Regions from separate parts of the Rattus norvegicus genome. Here all the other regions are linked to region 1. The links are chromatin contacts, called in public Hi-C and HiChIP or PLAC-seq maps. All regions are on one chromosome and are shown on one strand. The core of a region is the stretch at or near the end of the contact, and the rest is flanking DNA. Distances in the headings are between cores, read along the strand shown.

The links. A called contact is a pair of places that touch in the nucleus more often than the background predicts. HiChIP or PLAC-seq counts read pairs in DNA pulled down with a chosen protein or histone mark.
Region 2: a contact with region 1 is called in a Hi-C map of the A7r5 cell line, with 3 times the contacts expected there. The contact joins the enhancer-like site here to the promoter of Arid5b in region 1. A contact is called at or near these places in 4 of 12 Hi-C or Micro-C datasets (the A7r5 cell line, Schwann cells, hepatocytes and 1 more).
Region 3: an H3K27ac HiChIP or PLAC-seq map of oligodendrocytes shows a contact between it and region 1, with 2.8 times the contacts expected there. The contact joins the promoter of Rtkn2 here to the promoter of Arid5b in region 1. A contact is called at or near these places in 3 of 12 Hi-C or Micro-C datasets (frontal cortex, liver and mammary epithelial cells) and 1 of 1 datasets of contacts at active chromatin or transcription factors (oligodendrocytes).

What each region holds. Positions count from the first base shown.
Region 1 is chr20:20,303,519-20,308,040 of GRCr8, forward strand. Arid5b (AT-rich interaction domain 5B) reads left to right here and starts at 3,196. Exons shown (of 10, transcript NM_001107624.1): 1 at 3,196-3,223; 2 at 3,687-3,941. The coding sequence starts at 3,203.
Region 2 is chr20:20,575,141-20,579,979 of GRCr8, forward strand. The region is part of intron 6 of Rtkn2 (rhotekin 2); the gene reads right to left. LOC120098810 (a long non-coding RNA gene) reads left to right here. Exons shown (of 3, transcript XR_005497346.2): 1 at 1-2,377; 2 at 2,853-2,953; 3 at 4,263-4,493. Among named protein-coding and RNA genes, the nearest start is that of Rtkn2, 31 kb to the right of the region's middle. Within about 2 kb of position 3,006, at least 14 of the 93 cell types and tissues checked have an H3K27ac peak or open chromatin away from gene starts, as enhancers often do. A contact at or near this core is called in the A7r5 cell line and Schwann cells, where this site is marked.
Region 3 is chr20:20,607,603-20,611,816 of GRCr8, forward strand. Rtkn2 (rhotekin 2) reads right to left here and starts at 1,260. Exons shown (of 12, transcript NM_001107625.2): 1 at 1,017-1,260. The coding sequence starts at 1,055.

The sequences.
Region 1 (4,522 bases), core at 1,946-4,445:
GCTTCTATTCCCCTGGGTGTTGGTGTCTCAAGTCTTACATCTGCTCTGTGATTGATGGAGACCGAATCCACGTTATTACTCTCTCACAAGCAGAAATCAAACAGGCTATTAACTACATTACTTCAAAGAACTGTTTCAATACAATCTCCTTATCTTAATTGAAACTTTCTTTGTAGGGATAGTTGCTAGCAGATAATTTACAGGTGTCTACCAAACATCACATTAAAGAGGTAAGAACAGATTTTTTTTTTTTTTTGAGGTGGGGGGACTTAACATGGTGATCTGTAATTTTAAAGGCCTTTCTCAGTATCGGATAGACCATTGATTTAGTAGATTTATTATGTTCATGGGAGTGGAGCTCGTGGTGCTGGAGGAAGGGGAGGGGTGGAGAAATCCAGTTTGCAGTTTAGCAGGGAATCTGATTATAAAAATGCAAATATTCAAAAAGACTCTGGGTTTGGAAGACCTTATCAGGGGAGATGAGGCAGTGCTGCCTGGTGTCATGCCTACCTTCAGGAGACGTAGAAGATGGGTTCTAATTAGGCGAAGTCATTTACAGACACTTAAAGACTACCCAAGTTGCTCAAATGCTGTAGAAAGCTGTGTGTTTTTAAGAGAGGTTTAATACACAACCCAGGGATACCCTCAGGCACTGTGTCGAGGTTTCCTGCATAAATGCAGCCGCCTTGGTCAGGCAGGAAACTGACTCATAGATGATCTCAAAGAAAATCTTGTCAAAATACAGCAACTCAAGTCTTTTTTTTTTTAATATATCATCTTTTGAATTGAATGTATATATTTACACTAACAGGACAGAGGCTAACGGAAGCCTGAGGCAGCTCATGAATATTTTTTTTAAATATGTAAAATGCCCTTCAGTCAAATCCATTCATATGTTAAAAATGAACAAAATGGGTTATTCTAATCAAACGTCTGCAGTGTGCACCATAAAGTTAAAAAGAGAGGGCGAAAGGGCTGTAATTTCTCTCTCTAACCCATGTTTATGAAATGGTAAGATCAGATGAAATTTCAAGGAAGATAATTAAGGAGTGATGTGCAAGTCATAATTTGGCTAATGCAAAAGATGGAAGACTGTAAATTGGTACACTGTCCTCCCCCACGGTGCGGAGTTGGAATATTACTTTAAATTATTAAAATAGCTTTTCGACAGCTTCCAGAATACGGGCTTTTTGGCATGGGCTTTTATTACTTATTGTAATTGGAGGATCTGCCATTTTCTTTCGTTTATCTCTGTGTATATAGAAACAAGATACATCTTGCCTTTTTTTTTATGACTTCTCCATGTTCCGAATCAAAAAATGTGTTTTAGATAATGTTCAGCGCCCTAATTCTTACTGCAGCGGAGGCAGACGTTATGGAAAAAAAGCGTCAAAACACACACAGAGGGTCCTTCCACCGCCAGATCACCGAAGACGAGGCGTTTGTGCTCTGCTGGGTGTATTAACTTCAGCCATGTGAATATAATTTTCATTAAAGTAATCCTGTCTCAACTCGATGCTGCGGGTAGAGGTGAAACGTTGCGAAAGCGTTAAAAATAGCTTGCTAGTAATTTCAACATCCTGTAATTTTATCGCGGATCGAGTTTCAACTGTCGTACTATACAAACCTTATCCCCCATATAGTACATGTTTACTTTTTTAGCCTGCCAGACCCACTCTGGAAAGATTGGTGCCAATATAATAAAATCGCTGGGGAGGTTGGGGGGTGCTGGAAAGAGTGGGAGGAGAGCCGGGAAGGGGTGGGGGAAGTGAGTACACCATTTTACATCAACGCTGCGAAAATGCAAGCGAGCCAGGCGGAGGACCGGCAGCTGGGTCGCAGCGAGCGAGGGCTTTGCAGTCCCTGCTTGTTCCTTGTTCTGTGGCTCTTAAGTTTCTCTGTTTGCATAATAGCCGTGCATGCAAACCGCGCAATGCTCCAGGGCTCTAGAACAATAAATATACACATTTAAAACCTTTATTGTCTTACGATGTGTTAACCACCCCCCCCCCGTTTCTAACAGCTTAATTTCTGATGATATTTAACTAGTTTGCAAATGGATTATTTTTTTCAGTTTCAAACTATTACCGAGAAAGCTCCCCCTCCCTTTTTTTGGAGGAGGGGGGCACGGGAAGGATTGGGGGTGGGGTAGAAGTCGGTATATTATTCCTGTAGCGCCGGGTTATATAAACACATTATCATTTGAGAGAGCCCTTGGCGCCCATCAGCATTGTAAACACGTACGAGTGTATATACTTCAAAATTAAAGAATGCACACGCAGAACCCGGAGCCCGAATTCATATTCCGAGCAGACTCGCGGCTCGCATGTATTGATTTATCATGCACGGTTTATTGTTCCTCTCCCTAAATGCAGTTGCTGTCCGTTCAATATTGTTGCAAAATCACGAGACGTGTGTGCACTGCTCACTTGTCTTTCTGCTCTTCTTCTTCCTTTTTTTCCCCTGCTGAGTATTTTTTTTTGCGAAGCGAACAAATGCATTAATATTTATATGTTTATATAATCGATAACCCACTTTTCCCTTCCGTGTAAATAGGCATCGGAAGATAATTTAACAGATTAGTTCTCTCAAACATGGCAGTGAGGAAACGTAATTTAACTATCAAACAAATCTACATGTCTAATAACAGCAAATCTGCTAAGGAGCATTAGAAAGAGGAGCGGCGCCCCGGAATCTCTGCAGGAAATGTTCTTTATATTAGACATATACAAGCAGGTCCTGTCAGATGCACAACGCAGCTCGGGAGACGTGGTCTGCTCCAAAAATCTCAGCCGACGTTAGCCACAGACACAGAAACGGGGTAGATAAACGTACCCTCATTACTTGGTTTTAGGGTGGGTTTCAATTTTTTTTACATCTTCCTGTCTGCTTTTTGCCTTGATCCATTCTCTTCCCGCCGAGGTCGGACTGAGCCCTTCTCCCTATTTCGAATTTGATCAACCCATCTTTGGCAGCAAACCCACATCTTTTTGACAGGAGATGAAAATTGAGTCTTCGAAGAAATATTAGGATATATTTTCAATCATTTTGGTGTCGAGGGGGAGGCTAGAGCTTAGTTTTATATTGAGACATCACGCCGGCTGCAAGCAGAGAATGCTTTCCCCTGCCAGGACCTGATGCAATCCATTCAAGCCAACAAGTTTGGAGAGAATGTTGAGTTCAATCAATTCAGAACGTCGAGATGGAGCCCAACTCACTCCAGGTATTTCGCTCTCCTCCGCTCCTGCGGTCCCGCCGCCCCCCGGCAGCCCCCAACCCCCCAGCTCACCCACCCCCTCACACCCCCCCACACCCCCCACAAACTTTTTACCAAACTTTTACCCTCTGCATCCCCCCAAAATCATTTTTATTGTTTTTTTAAAAAATCCCTACGCTGATCATACCTACATAATGTAATTTTATCGCCTCATATGGGGAACTGGGAAGGGGTGGTGGTGAGGACCCGGAGGGTTTTTTTTTTTTTTTTTTTTTTTTTTTTTAGGGGAGGTAGAAAATTAGTGGGTTTTGTAATATTTTTCACCCAACGTTCTATCTGTGGGTCGGTCTGTATTGAGAGTCTTGTGTGTGAATGTGCCTAGGAATAGATATTTGTGCTTGATGGCTACATTATTTACGTGGTGCTTTTTTTTTTTTTTCTCCTCTCCCTCTCTCTCCCCCTCCTGCAGTGGGTCGGCTCACCGTGTGGCTTACACGGACCTTATATTTTCTATAAGGCTTTTCAATTCCACCTTGAAGGAAAACCAAGAATCTTGTCCCTTGGCGACTTTTTCTTTGTAAGATGTACGCCAAAGGATCCGATTTGCATAGCGGAGCTCCAGCTGTTGTGGGAAGAAAGGACCAGCCGGCAACTTTTATCCAGCTCGAAACTTTATTTCCTTCCCGAAGACACTCCCCAAGGCCGAAATAGCGACCATGGCGAGGTGGTAAACCTATCTCTCCCTCTCTTCCTTCTTTATTATCCACCCCCCCTCCAGTAATGCGTATTATAAGGCAAGCTTGAAAATACTGTATTCAGTTCTGCGGTGAGCAGGATCCGCTCGTTTTTTAAAGGGGTAGCGCCACTAACTGGGGCTGGAGTATTTTACCATTGTCAGAGTTTGGCTGTCAGCTTTACAAAGACCGTCCAACTGCTGATTTTAGTCAAGATCAAATAACTTGTCGAGAAGGGTTTTGTTCCAGGGTGTGTGTGTGTGTGTGTGTGTGTGTGTGTGTGTGTGTGTGTGTGTGTTTAGCTACCTCCTCTTGAAGATTAATATCCCATGCTTTAATATACATATTTTAATATACATATTTTTTTGCTTTTTTTTTTTTTAGTTGTACCTTCATGCCTGGCTCCTAGGCTTGGTAGCTTTCTTTTAGTGGGTTTTGATATTGTTCGCGTTTTTTTTTTTTCTTTTAAGTATTTGATATGTTTAAGAGGGCGGAAATTACGAAACGGAGGCAGAATGAGATCAAAAGCAATTGAGTTGGCAAAGGCGTGTTGACTGAAGTGATAAATGAC
Region 2 (4,839 bases), core at 1,756-4,255, 270 kb after region 1:
GATGGCTCAGGGAAACAGGAAGTGGGGAGGAGTCCACCCCAATCACTGAGAAGACAGGTCCAGTGGGGTCCAGTACTGAAGCCCGAGATACACTGAGGTGAGTCTAGGGGGCTGCTGGACTCGATGGAAGGTGGGCATGTGAGGTCCCTGACAATCAAGACTGTCGACAGCACCCAGAACACAGGGATCAGCCGTGAGAGGAATGGAGAGATCTTGGGGGTTGGGGAAAGAAAGAAAATCATGCCTAATCCTTTAAGAGGAAAAGTCAATGACCACAGAAACTGCTTAGAGTCACCTGGTCAGTGGTCATCAACCTCAAAGAAAGGACAAGTTCCTTTTTTCTTAAGCCCTCAGGAGTACAGGTGCTGAAGTGATCAACCCAACAAGAACAAAACATTTAACCAGGCCTGGCGTTCTCCCCAGGTAAGGGCAGGAGCAGGACTCTGAAGGGAGGAGAGAGAGGTGGTGGAGGGTGAGGGATCTGGCTCTAAAGATCATCGATGGATGTGTCAGTGGTGATAAGAACTTGGGAACAACCGAAAGGTAGAGGGCTGAAGAGGGTGGGAAGACTCAGGCCAAGGTCTGAGGAGCTCAAGGGAGCAGACAAGTTGTCTCTGCATACATTAACTACAGGAGGGAAAACATCCAAGAGAGGGAGGAAGAAAGAAAGGAAACAAAACAACAACCAAAAAAACCCAAATACACAAATATGCCTGGGGGTTATTCTAACAGACACACTATACTTTATATACAAGAAGTTATAGTATCTTGCATATTTCTTATGTATTTTTCTTAGTATATAATAATAGCTCAATAATATATATTTCCTATATATTTCTAGGAGATACACTATAATTTTTTCTTACCAACCACCACACACATCACCTGAGATCAGTTATTCCAACACAGCTAAACATTGTGCTCTTGCTGTTCACACAAAAAGCTAGGGGGACCCTGTGTATCTATGCTCTTGGGGCACTGGGAGCACTGGAGAAAAGTCGTGTTATTCATGCAGCCAAATTGGTAAAACTTATGCAAAGACCGAATTACAGGTTTTAAGGTTTTTCTTCAGCTTTGCACTAGGTTGTTTCTCTGTCACTGTGGTGAACGCCCTGACAAAATGTAATTGGGAGAGGAAAGAGTTTACATCACCTTATAGGTTATCATCAGTCATGAAAGGAAGTCAAGGTAGGAGCATAGAGGCAGGAACTGAGGGAGAGGCTTTGGAGGAAAGGTTGGTCCGCCTGGCTTGCTCAGTCTGCTTTCTTAGGGACCTCAGCACCAGCTTCCCAGGGGATGGCACCACCCACAGTGGGCTGGGCCGGGCCCTCCCACATTAATCAAGAAAATACCTCCACAGACTTGCCTACAGGCCAATCTGATGAAGGTTATTTCCTCAGTTGACCCTAAGTGTGTGTGTGTGTGTGTGTGTGTGTGTGTGTGTGTGTGTGTGTGTGTGTGTGTGTGTGTGTCTGTCCCCATATCCAGCACTGGCTTTAAAACATGGTCATGCCCGAGAATGCAACTCCCCAACTACTAAAAGTTAAATACATAGGTCATTGGCCTCCAGGTCCTAGGAATGGCACATCTAACTATAACTATGAAAAAGAAAGGCACTAATAATTCCTTCTAAGAATGGGTATGCTAGAACACAGCCAGCCGAGGATATGGCCAAGGAAGATAACTGGAATACCATGGAACATCAGAGGAGAGATCTGGGGGTGCAGCCTATGTAGACACACACACACACACACACACACACACACACACACACACACACACACACACACACACACACACACACACGTATCATAGGGAGGAGCTTGAAGGCTTGGGTGGAAGACGTCCACGCAGAAGCAAGACATGAGAGGAAGATGTCAGCGCAGAAGCAAAGCACCATGCCCCGCCTCCGACAGCTGAAACAGGACCCAATAACCCCTCACCCCTCCCATCCCCCACCCCCGTTCACTTCTCTAGATTCTAGTCCTGAAAGTCATCCCGAGTTTCTAGTGACATGGTTGGTGTGGTTAAGCCGTAATAGCTGACAGCCACCTCTGAAAGTCAGTGGCTGGCAGAGAACCATGACTGCTTGCCTTCTCCTCAGGTACTCGGGAGAGGCAGCATGTCCCGGGCCAGGGAGCAGAGGGGCGGGGACTTCCGGCTTACCTTGGCAAAGGAAGAACAGGAAGTTTAGAGAAAGCAACTGACTTGCTGGTGGCTAGCGAGAGGACCCTTGTTAACAACTAGCTTAAAATTATAGGGTTCTTTTCAAGGAAAACAAACCATGTAGTAGTCACTTTTCACAAGAATCCTGAGTGACTAGCGACCTCTGAAGCCCCAGGAACCTCAGGACTTTCCTGCCGGGGCCTCTTCTTAGGTCAGTTGTGTGTGTGCTGTGGGGGAGAAGGGGTGAGGAGCTGAGTGATCCCTTAGTTAAATTTAGAAACTACATTAGCTTCCCCACCCTCAAACCTTTTAACAGCATCGTTTCAAACCACAGACACTTCATTTACTGGAGATGTGTTAGGAAATTATTTTATACCTCCAATCTAATTTAAGATGACGCAGGAGGGATTCTTGGGAGATTCGTTTTTATTTTATGGGTACGTGTTCTGCCTGCGTGGACATCTGTGTGACCTGCACGCAGGACCCTCGGAGGCCAGAAGAGGACCTCAGGTGCCCTGGCACTGCAGTCACAGACAGAAGACCAGTGCTCTTCACCGCTCAGCTGACTCCCCGCCCCCCCACCCCGTGGCTTGCTTGTTTTGTTTTTACATTTGGTTTGTCTTCTAGTCAACTAAAATATCACAAATGATACTACAAGTTTTGACAGGAATTTTTTTTTTTTAAAGTATGTTTGAACCCTGAAGAACACTGTCCTAGTCACAAAGCAAAAGCACTTAATTCGGCTGTTGGAGGGGAAAACTGGCAAGTTCTAGAGGAGGAGATTTCGGTAAGCCTACATTCCCCAGATAAGAGGAGGAAATGAGTCACATCAGGGAACGTACTAAAAAAAATCTCCAAAACATGTTCGTTGTCTTCTTTAAGCCCAACAATACCATTTTATGATGGTATTTGAAGTCGCTTCATTTTTAGCCCGTGACTAATTACATGGGCATCTTCCAAACCAACAGTGACTTCACTTGAGAAGCATTCGAGTCAGGATTAACAGCCTGTCTGTAAAACATTACATTCATTCCTTTGCGCCAACCCTAACACCGAGTTCCCAAAAGTTTAATCAGTTACATTTTTCCTATCAAGAAGGCTGATTGCTATAATATTGGGGGTGGGGGAGGAATCAAGGGGTATGGAAAATAAAGACTACTTAGATGGTAGTCAGAAAAAAAATGCATTCTTGTCAAGGAAAAAAAAATAGCTATATTTGGCCAGATACTGTCTCCTAGTTACATAGTATTTTATAGGCAATCATTTTGGTTAAAGGCCTACAGTGGAACATTGTACTTGGTTTGTATTTTAAAAGGCAAAAGTCATCCTCTTGCGCTGTCTGAATACCCGTGCTATACACGAGCCCCTCCCTACTCAGTACTGAAGTGAATGTCAGAGGGTCTGTGGGCTGTGCGTGAGCCTGCAGTGCTGGTCCTCAGAGAACAGGACTGGGTGAGAAGGGATCTGATCATCACATCTTTTGACAGACCTTGGTGGTATAAAAGACTCAAAGGTTCCTGAAACACACCTGAAACAAAACAAAACAAAACAAAACAACAACAACAACAACAACTTAGCATTCGAATTCATGGGCAAATAGTGGAGGCCAATTGTGACAGAAGAGTTGAGACTCTGATGCTTGTTCCTGAAAGCAACAACGGAGCACAGAACAAGAGGCTCCCAAGAAAACCCCTGGGCTTTGCAGAGAAGCACAGGCCTGGTCCCTGTCATCATCTATGACATTACAAAGGGGGCCTGAATGTGAGACCACATCTACATTGAATGTCCCATGTCAAGGCTCTGCCTGGAGTGCATCTACAAGAGCTCAGAAAGGGAAACTCTAGGGAGAACGGGAACGAGAATTAAAGGTGCAGTTATTAAGTGCCTGCTGTATACAAAGCCCAAGGATCAGTGTACTGAATTCCGTAATGATGATCCTATGGGGTCAGAAGCTCCTGGGGGCAGGGCGGGGAATGTATTATCTGCCTTGGTCACACAGCAGTAAGCGATAAGAATAAAAAAAATTAAGTACTCCTCATAAAACAGCAAACTTTCACCCGTTTAGAACTCTATTCACTACTGTCGATTCCTTTCAGGATGTCTGAAACCCCCAAAATGCCCTTGAGAGCAAGGGGCTGCATCTTAGCACCTCTGCCTTCCAGTAGAGGAGGGGAGAAGGTGGAAGGCCCAGGGGAAGTGCAGCATGCAGGTGCCGCTGGAAGAGACCACGGAGGTTCTGGCTGTTCTAAAACAACGTTGCTCATAAGAAATGCAACCTCTGTACTAGTTGGTTACCTCTTTCCAACCTAATAAAATTTGAGCCGAAAGCAGAATGATATGATCTCTATAAATAAGAAATGCTTCTACTACTTCAGTGGTCTAAATGAGATGTCCCTCATAGTCTCTAGTGTTCGAATGATCTGTCCCCAGTTGGTGCGCTATTGGGGAGGCTTAGGAGGTGTGGCCTTGTTGGAGGAAGTGTGTTGGCTCACTTGAGGGTGGGCTTTGAGCTTTTAAAGCCCCGTCTTCCCGGTGCACTCTCTGTGCTTGGTGCTTTGAGATGGGAGCTCTCAGTTTCCCAATCCTGCCTGCATGACTCTGCTTTACCACCATGAACACTGACTCCACAGAACTCAGCCAAACTAAACTCTTCTTTCTATAAGCTGCCTCAGT
Region 3 (4,214 bases), core at 10-2,509, 300 kb after region 1:
CTTGCCTAGAATGCACAAGGCACTGGGTTAGACCCCAGCTCCGCTCCACAAAAGTCAGGCTTGGTGGGGCACTCCTATAAACTCCACAGTAAGAAAGTAGAGGCAAGCGGAGCCTCAGGAGTTCAAGGCTACCTTTAGAAAAGACAACCAGGACACCCAGAATACACAACAAAATAAGAAGAAATACTTCACAAGAGAGTTGAAAGTTTTCTGTATGTTACTGGAAAACAGGTCCTATGATTACTAATACGGTTTGCAGAATAACTTGAAGCCTGGCTCAACTCTCCAGAGAATTACAGAGGGCTTTCTAACAAGGCAGTAGAAATTCTGTGAACCTGCAGTCTTCGTCTAGATAGAATTACTATTATACTTCAGGAGCCGGTAAGAGGTGAAAATTAAAACGGAAATGAAGATGGAGCTAAAAAGGGCATAAGGGTCTTCTTTTAATTAAAGTGCTAAAATAATGAACAGAAAGTATACTTTTAACTCTTGACTGGGGTTCCCAAGAAATACTCTCGACAACACTAAAATGTAAAAGGTTTTGAACACATCTAAAGATGGCTAAACAACAAACAAACAAACAAACAAAACCAACCAAACAAAAAAACCCCACTGGATTTATTTGCAACTCAGTGTTTTTTCCTAGTATTTGTTCAAGAATCCACGTTTAAACTTACACCTTCCTGGAAAGCTAAGAACATGCCTTTTGAGCGTCCACCCCGCGGTCACCCCACAGTCTGATGCTTGCCCACATCGCTGAAAGCAGCACCTTGCACTAGATGCCCAGCTGCGTAGGCTGCGAAGACACTGGGAGCAAACCGGGGACCGGCTCCCGGGGCATCACCTCCTCTGCAAGCCTAGGAAGACCCGCAGGTGGGAAGGGCCCCGGCGTCCTCCTCCAGCCCCGGCCCTCGCTCTCCTCCTCGGGTGCAGCCTACAGGCGTGCAACGCCACGGAGCTCGCCCGGCTCCGGATCTCGGTCCAGGCTGCCACTCTCCAGTCCCGGCCTCGCTCACCTGCTGCGCGGCGAGGCCCCTCAGCAGCTGCCCTTCCATTTCGGCGCACGTCAACCACGATTTGAAAAGCGCGCCCCGGGGCTGCAGCTGCAGACCGCACCAACCGCTCGGCCGTACCAAGTCCGAGCTGCAGGGGAACCCGGCCCACGACGCCGCGCAAGCGCACTAGGGTCCGCTCCGTCTCTAGAACAGCACGAGACCCGAGGACTCTGCACAGACCCTCTGCTACAGCCGGCCTTAAGCAAGGGCGGGGAGTGGGCGGAGCCTGGATATGCGGTGGGCGGGGTTTGAATAAGAGCGGGCTCGGATGGGTGGGGTCTGTGGTGGGTGGGGCCTGAACTAAGAAGACCCTCATGGGTAGGCTGGACCAGAGCGGAGTGGGTGTGTTTGTGTCTGTCAGTGGGCGGGGCCCCAGCCAGTGGGCGTGGTGGAGTCTTAGAGAAGGTCTCCCTTTAGAAGCCTCAAACAGGTGGTTTTCTTGTCAGGTTTCTTCTTGCGTCCTGCTTGAAGTTCTTTAAAGGAATGGACTGACTGGACCTCACAGACCAGTCAGGGATGTAAGACCCCATTATCTGTCTCTCAAACATGGTTTCACCCAAAGATCATGCTCTGAAAGGCTGGGTGGGGAGACAGGCACCATATGAGACATTTTGCGAGTACTCCCCCTGGGTTTGTCTACATCTAAAGTGACAGCAAACAAATGTGCAGAAGCCTGGTCGTTAGCACGGGCTTTTATTAAGAGAGAGGAGGGGGAGATGCTGAAATGCTGAACTCGAGGCCTTAAGCATGACAAGATATTTGTTCACCACTGAGCTAACCAGTTTAGACTTTTAATTAGAGGATGTCCACACCCCTGTAAAGTGTTTAAAATTATCCCTTGGCATATCTTGTACCGGAAATGTGAAGGGCTTTGGACGTTTTCCTCCTGAGGGAAGACTCTACCAAATCAACCTCCTACCTCACCTCATTAAAGACCTGGGCAACACTCCTTCTATAAACAGTCTGGCCCTGTTTATTTTGGGGACATCCTTTCTTGGGTATGTTGTCCCAGTGGTCCCCCTATCTTCCACTTGTTCCAAGGTGAACTTTAAATGATATGGCCGTCTTGCTCACAGACCTCCTTGTTAAGGCAGTCAATTGAATGGTGTACTTCTTAAAAAGAAATCGAGTGTGTCAGTGAGATGGCTCAGCAAGGAAAGGTACCTACGTAATGCCAAAGCTCCTGACCTGAGTTCCAATTCCCAGTGTCCAATGGTGGAAGGACAGAACCAACTCCCCAAAGTAATGTCCATGTGCACCAGGATGTGGGCATACCTCCCCCAAACACTGAACACAGACACACGCACACACACACACACACACACACACACACACACACACACACACACGGGGCGGGAGAGAGAGATGCATATCCATATATATTATATATATAATTATCCATATATGTATATATGTATATATATGTATATATGTGCATATATGTATATGTATATATGTATATATATGTGTGTATATGTATATATATATAAAATTCCTTCCTCTCAAGTGGATAATTGCCTAGTTGAGAACCTCTGGACTAGATGATTCTAGAAGCTGCTGCCCAGTTAGGAGTGATTTTCCTCTTACTTTAGCAGCCCGTAATGACCCACAATTGTAAAGTAGGTGAAACTCAAAATTACCAACGCCCACCTCACCCAGGTGTCTCCAAACACGGGTCTGAATTCCATTCCCGTGAAGTGCCCTTTGACCCAGCGCACGGGTCTCTTGTGCTGCTCCTTTGTGATGTAATTAGCTGCAGGAGCCGGGCATCACGCCTGACACACAAATGAAGACGTACACACGGTAAATGAACTGTACACAGAGAGCTCATCGTCAGACTCACAGCATTTACCCTGTAACACACACAGCGCTCAGACTCAGACCAAAGCGCCTTGAGAGAGAAAACCAAAAAGGTGACCGGTTTCAAAGTGAGCACCGATGTGAAAATGGATGAGTATTGCAGGATTAATAATCCTAGGAAGAAATCTAGAAGAGGCTGTGTTTGGTACTTACCTATAGACTATAGGTAGTTGCCATTAAAGACCTTTCTCTTTGCAGAAGAAATGATGTGGGACTATCTCTTTCTAAGGCATCCGGGGATGTGTCCCGGAAGTGCTGAAGCTAGATCCTGTCCTAGCTGGTGATTAAAGTGTCTCAGAATAGGGTTTCTGTTTCCTTATTTATCCCTAGGCATTTTGTTTTGTTACTGCTGATTTCATCAAACATAGTTCTCTTTGATGTCTGTAATGATGTCTGTAAAAATAGAAGCAGCCATCAAAACACCACAAGCTTAAAGGGCGGTGGCTGAGGATGCACCCCACTTAGCAAGATGGTTGCCTGCACAAGGTCCTGAGTTCATCTCCCAGCATGGCTTCTACTGGGCGTGGCGCTACATGGGGGGAAACCTAGTACACCAGAGATAAGGGCGAGACAATCAAAAGTTACAAGTTATCCTTGCCTACAAAGAGAGTTGAGGCTAGCATGGGCTACAGGAGACACAGTCAAACATAAAATAAAGTAGGTTAAAGAGCTCACAAGAAGTAGTTGTATTCATTTGAGAATTTATTCATCGAGCGAAGTCATTGTTTTACAACTAGCAAGTATCATTTTTAAGTGTTTGGGAACTAAATCGAGGCATCCTTCAATTCTCCTCAGGCTCTCTGAGAACATGTTAGATAGCCACCCATCCACCCATCTGCCCAGGTTTGCTTCAGCTGGAGGTTGAATGATGGGATTATTACTATGATATCATTGTATAATACCCTTACCAAACGGGCATTATTTAGATTAGCTATATTGAGGTTAATTCATAATTAAACAGAAAGTGATAGAAACAAAGCAACTAAATAACACAGTAAGTGTCAAAAAGTCTGTTTTCCTGTATTCTTCTTAATTTTCACAGGCTTGAAACTCACAGACATCCCCCTGCCTGTGCCTCTGGAGTGCTGGGAGTCAAGCCATGTCCCACTGCACCCAGACCCTTTGCTTTTTTAAAATATAGTTTATTACAAAATAGGCAACTCTTGGTTTTTTTTTTTTATGTCACTGAAAAAAATCTAAAAAAAAAATCCTATTTGAAAATTATCTTGGGGGGTCGGTGAGATAGCCTAATGGGGTTCTCTGCCAAGGCTGGAAATCTGAGTCCTATCCCTGACACCC